2 separate regions of the Anas platyrhynchos genome follow, and region 1 is linked to region 2. The links are chromatin contacts, called in public Hi-C maps. All regions are on one chromosome and are shown on one strand. The core of a region is the stretch at or near the end of the contact, and the rest is flanking DNA. Distances in the headings are between cores, read along the strand shown.

What was found. A called contact is a pair of places that touch in the nucleus more often than the background predicts.
Region 1: a Hi-C map of F1 follicle shows a contact between it and region 2, with 4 times the contacts expected there. The contact joins two enhancer-like sites. A contact is called at or near these places in 5 of 8 Hi-C or Micro-C datasets (F1 follicle, liver, skeletal muscle and 1 more).

The regions. Positions count from the first base shown.
Region 1 is chr5:27,847,931-27,850,630 of IASCAAS_PekinDuck_T2T, reverse strand. The region is part of intron 1 of MOB2 (MOB kinase activator 2); the gene reads left to right. Among named protein-coding and RNA genes, the nearest start is that of MOB2, 33 kb to the left of the region's middle. Within about 2 kb of position 1,285, at least 1 of the 8 cell types and tissues checked has an H3K27ac peak or open chromatin away from gene starts, as enhancers often do.
Region 2 is chr5:27,777,103-27,779,802 of IASCAAS_PekinDuck_T2T, reverse strand. All of the region lies in intron 3 of MOB2 (MOB kinase activator 2), which reads left to right. Among named protein-coding and RNA genes, the nearest start is that of MOB2, 100 kb to the left of the region's middle. Within about 2 kb of position 1,347, at least 1 of the 8 cell types and tissues checked has an H3K27ac peak or open chromatin away from gene starts, as enhancers often do.

The DNA of each region.
Region 1 (2,700 bases), core at 36-2,535, 71 kb before region 2:
TGAGGACCCTGCTTTTCAGGGTGGATAAATCTCCTCCTCTTTGCACCACATTTTCAAGGGAGCCTCGGAAAAGGCAGTGATGCAGCAGGTTTGTGAAGGAAGTATACTTTACCTTTTTTTTTTTTGCCTACAATATCTCCAGGCCTGAGGCAGAGGGAAGGAAATGTGACACTCCCAGGTTCTGTGGCTTCAGTTTAGATTTCCATCTAAGTTGTTACTCAGGCTTTGAGTATCTTATCGCTGCTTTGCTGGTAACACAATAACAATGAACACATTTTTCACTAATAATTTTTCCACCATGGTGTGGCTGATGGCTCTCTGACAAGAGCATAACAGCAAACACCTTCTTTAAAAGTTAGTTTGAAGTTGCTTGTATTTAGTTATCTTCAAAAAACTTTCATTATTAGTAGGTTGGTTTTCATTTTTAAAAAAAAAGATGCATCTTCTCTATCAACTTCTAAATCTGCAATGCACATTAGCCTGTTAGATAACACATGATTTAAAAAGGCAGATTTCCCTCTGCTGTGGACTGCTGAATCTTCACAAAGCTTTTTTGCAGTCCCTGAGAAGGTATTTCTTTGAAAGATTCTAGTATGTAAAGAGTTTTTCAGAAAGAAAACAGTTTCACACTGGGAACTTTCTTTACATGAAATATTGCTACTGACAGGAAGGATCTGAAATATTAATCCGTCTCTGCCTTACTTTAGGTTAATTGTACTTTGCTTTTCGAACTTAGAGCCACATTTCTGCGTGCCGTGTGAGAGCAGCACCTGATGTACAAGGTGCATCTCATTAGAAAGTGAGATTTCTGTGAGACCTGAGACCTTTACGGAGTGGAAACTCTTCTCTTGCCTTTTGCTTTGCTGCTGCCCTGTCTTTAAGCCGCTGCCCTAAATTAATAGCCACGCAGAGCTGTACAGCTACTTAAGCTTACCGAGTTATAAATGGTATTCCTCCTAACAGCCCTGGGGGGGGTGAATGTGGTGGTTCCTGGATATGCACCGAGAGATGGAAAGTGGTGTGCTTTCATCTCCTGGTGGGTAGGTGGGTGGGTAGGTGTCAGCTTTGGTTTTGTAAATCAGAAATGTAACCTTAGTGCATATTTCCAAAGGAGTATTATGCAGCCTCAAGCACACGAAGAAGATGCATGTTTACACGCAGGATGTTGCTGCTTCTATCGCTAGTGTAATTCTGGAAGTGTAACGAGAAGGAGAGGAAGTGGAGGACTTCCTGCATTAGTTTTTGTGGTTGCGCGAAGGGGCTCTGTAAACTGCAGCTGAGTTACACAACCGATAAAAGTTTTGTTGGACTGAGATAAGTCTTGAGATGTGAGCTAATATACCTTGTCATGCTGCATGCATCGTGGTTAAATTTGGAAGTGGTTAAAATGGAAGTCAGAAGAGCAGTTATACTGGCTGAGTATGCTGTCTGTCGTCTTTTTTGTGTTTTTTTGAGATGTACATTACTTTCCCACAAATGTGTTCATGCTAGGCTATGTCCTTAAAATATGACTCGCCCGGTTGGGAAAAGCTTCCTGTTTAAACTAAGTACAAGAATGCAAGTAGGTCTGTGTAAGGTGGGAGAAAGAAGGGATTAATGGGGAACCTTTAAAATGGTGACCTATTCCCCTTACAAGTCTCTGAATAAGAAAGAGATAAGCACTAAATAGGAAAGGATTCATGGGTTTTGGGAGAAGCTCAGGATGGATGTGATGTGATGTGTGCTAGGGAGAATCTCGGTTACTTCCTATCCCTGAAACACCCAAGCTCCTTTCATGGATCTGATTTCTACATTTTAGGTTGCACTTGTGCAATGCTGTGCTAGGTTGGATTTCCTGAATAATGATTGCATTTGACTTGTACACTATGGGTTTATAAACTGAGCTGATGAAATGTTAGTAAATGTCACTACCAAAAAGATTAGACAACTGTTAAAGTGTTAATTGTGTTTGTTCAATATTTGGTTTTACAATATCTTTGCAGTGGCTTTCATGGATATCTTTCTATTTACTCAACATAGCAACATAGTGTTATGAATTTCTTTGTGCACTTACAAGTTTGTCTGTGTGACTCTCCTTTAAAAAGGCCTAGGACCTTGACAAACTTCACTCTAGGGCTGAAGGGTGATTTTGAGGCCAGCGTGCGAGACGTTTATTTAAGGTGCAAGGAGAAATTGAGACTATTTCTCTTCTGCTTTTGACACCTCGGTGCTTTTGTGGGGGTGTGCTTTTGTAGCACATACAGAGCAGGGGAAGTGCTTGCAGGTTTTGGAAAGTGCTTTTTTATGTATGTGGATGAGAAGTACACTGCTGGTCAGTGAGAGCTTTGCAGAAACAGCAAAGCATGCCAGACATAATTAGCTTAGCCTCGCTGTCTGACATTGATTTTGTTGTTGTTGTTGTTGAGTGTTCATAATGGTCACTCAAATGAAATAATTCACAGAATCAAATATTGTGTAGTCATAGTAGGAAAAAAATGTGGGGGAAAATGGCTTGTTCCTGTGGGTGTTTTTTTCATACCTTTTACAAATGGACTAGATTTTCCTGTCATTGTGTTCTGTGGATATCCCAGATTAAACCGGGCAAAGCAGAATAGGACAGGTTGCTGTCTTCCCCAAACCCAAGGGCTGTGTGTTTCCCTGCAGTAACAGCAGCTTAACATCACATGGCCCAAGATAACTGGGAGGGGGTCCTCTGCTTTC
Region 2 (2,700 bases), core at 98-2,597:
GTATTTACTCTTACGGGCTTTCCATGAAGTCTTGAGTGTGGCCTGTGGGAGGGTATTGGTGTTGGTTGGCTCTGGGCAAGCACATCTCTTCACTCAGTGAGGACGTGGAAGCTGTGTGTCCTTTGCCCTCCTCTCAGCAGTGAAGTGTGGTGGCAATGTGTTTTTGTGAAGGAGCAGATCTTTGACTGTTCTGAGCTGGTTTTATAAGGTCAGATCAGAGAGGCAAATTGCTGTGTGTTTAGCTCGAGGGGAGGAGAAGCAGAAAAAAGGCAAAACTGTCCTTCCTGGTACCACTGCTGGGATTCCAGAGGAGGCAGGGAAGGATAAATGAATGGTGAAAACCTCAGCGGGTGCTTTTGATATCCAGTGTACTGACAGAGCACCAGGCTGCTGATGGATAACCTCGAGCCTGACGTGAGCCGCTGGCTTTCTGCCTGAGCCCCTGGGCACAGAGGGCACAAGTGGCAGCTTTGCAAAAAGCACAGAAAACGTTTTGGTTTGGCGCTCTCCCTGTGTAGGGCTTAGTGGACTTTTTAAACATTGACTAACTGTCACTTATGAAAGAAGGCTTTGTAGTTCTGCTCTACATGGTGAATATAAGAAAAAGTTACCATAAACTCCTGCTCTTGATTAGCACAGTCCAACATGATGGAAAATGAGATCCACTTGAGTATGAATAAGCCTGTTGTGTTTTTTTTCTCCAGCACATGTGTTGATAGTCCCATTCTTCCCTCCTCTTGCATTTCCTGGGATTAATTTAGTTAAGATGGATTTTAAAACAGAAGAGCGAGCTGTTAATGTTATAGTACATCAAACAGGCATCAAACAGGCATCCTAGGAAATGTATGGAACAGAACCAGAGCTCTGTATTGTATCTCTAACGATAATTGCTTAGTGCTTAAAAGGAATCCTTGCTTAATATACTAGGCTATCTTGTACACTGGAAATTAATATCAGGGGCCTTCTTTGAGAATGCTCTGAAGAATACAAAGTGTACAGAGGATATTTTTGCATGTAAAAGTTGGAAAGATAACTGTCAGTAGAGAATTAAAGGCTGTGCTAGGGGCTTTGAAAGCAGGCTGGAACAGAAAGTAATAAATCTCTGCTGGACTCAGATTTTATCAAAAGTAGACAGTGTGTCTCTAAATGAGAAATGGTGATCAGTAAAATGAGTGTTTTGTTGACTCTTGCTCCCAAGCCTTCTCATGTTTTAATTCCTGATGTAGCACTGCCTGTCCAAAGGACTGAGCTTAACTGTTGATCAGCTTGTCTGATGGGAAACGGTGACTAAAAGGAGATGGTGGTGAGAGGCTAGTCAGCGTTGCTCCATTCTGCTGTAGGGACTCCTAAACAAGGGTTCTCTGTAAGCAGCTTACGCTGCAGAATAAAGAAAGGAAGTGTCTGTAGGTGGCTCCAGCTGCAGTCTGTATTTTTAGTGGTGAGGACCAATAGCTGAATGTTCCTATCCTTTGTTTTTGAAAAATGAAAATTGCACTACTTGGGAATAACAGGAAGCATGGCTACACTTGTGTGAAACGCTTGAAATGGTTTGTGTTTAGCTAAATCAGAACAACTTCAGTCATCTTCCTGTACTTGGGGGCTGATGACTGATTCATGTTGCATATTTCATTTTGCTGTGAAGTGTGCAGGTTCACCTAGCTCTATGCCTCGGTGCAGTTCAGTTTTGAAGGCCCTGTTCATAATTGTGTTCTCCAAATATCTCCAATGACAATTCTGGATATTCCTTACCTTTATGTTCTGCCATTCCTCATTCTTCTCTTTTGGAAGAGAGATGCCTAAACACAGAGAACTGCCTCAAAGACACAAGTTTGTTCATGTCCAGCTGTGACTAATACAAAGCTATATGCTCCCTCTGACTTTTTATTTTAAAATCTTGCCCTAATGAAGTAAGGTTAAGCAGGTGCTTCTTGTGTTGGAGAAACACCAGTTGATATGATTTGTCCTGCCTCTGACCTGTCTGTAGTACATGGATAACATCACCTAAGCATTAGAGTCAGTTGGTGATTAACCCGATGAGACAGCCCTGGTCTGACCTTTTGTGACTGATGTGCGCATTCAGCAGAAGCAGCTACCTGGGTTAGGGTGCCACAGCGTGCCAGTATTTTGGAATAAGGGTACTGTTGGCTGTTTTTTGTAGTGTTGATTTCTCTATTTCATTGTGAAGTTCTGTATTCGTTCCTCCTATGTGCTTTCCCTGCCCATTTCCCCGAGGCATGGTTTGGTTCGCACCCTTCTGGTCATACCTAAGGAAGGCTTTTTGTATTTATGGCCGGGGTGTTGCACTAACTATGGCGAACAGGTTGCTTGTCTAGTTCCTTTGCATTCAAACTCACTGCAAATACCCAGTCCTAAGACTAGAGGGCTTACTGGCAAAATAAACACAAGTTGCAGTTAAACATTTGAGGTAAGGTTTTAACATCTCAGAGAAGTTCCAGCCAAGTGACAAACTGCAGACAGATGCAGCTCTCAGCTCTGTCAGATACACGAGATAACGCAGCCATCTGCACACAGTGAGAGAGAGAGAATTTCTGCTTAGGGTCACAAAGAGACATCTGACCAAAGCTTAGGCTCCTTGTAGGACAGATGGAAGCATTCGCTGGCAATGTGGGATAATGCCAAGAAAAATAGGGGAATGGCCAGTTATCTTTGAAATTTAGTGAGGGTGGCCTGAATGTAACT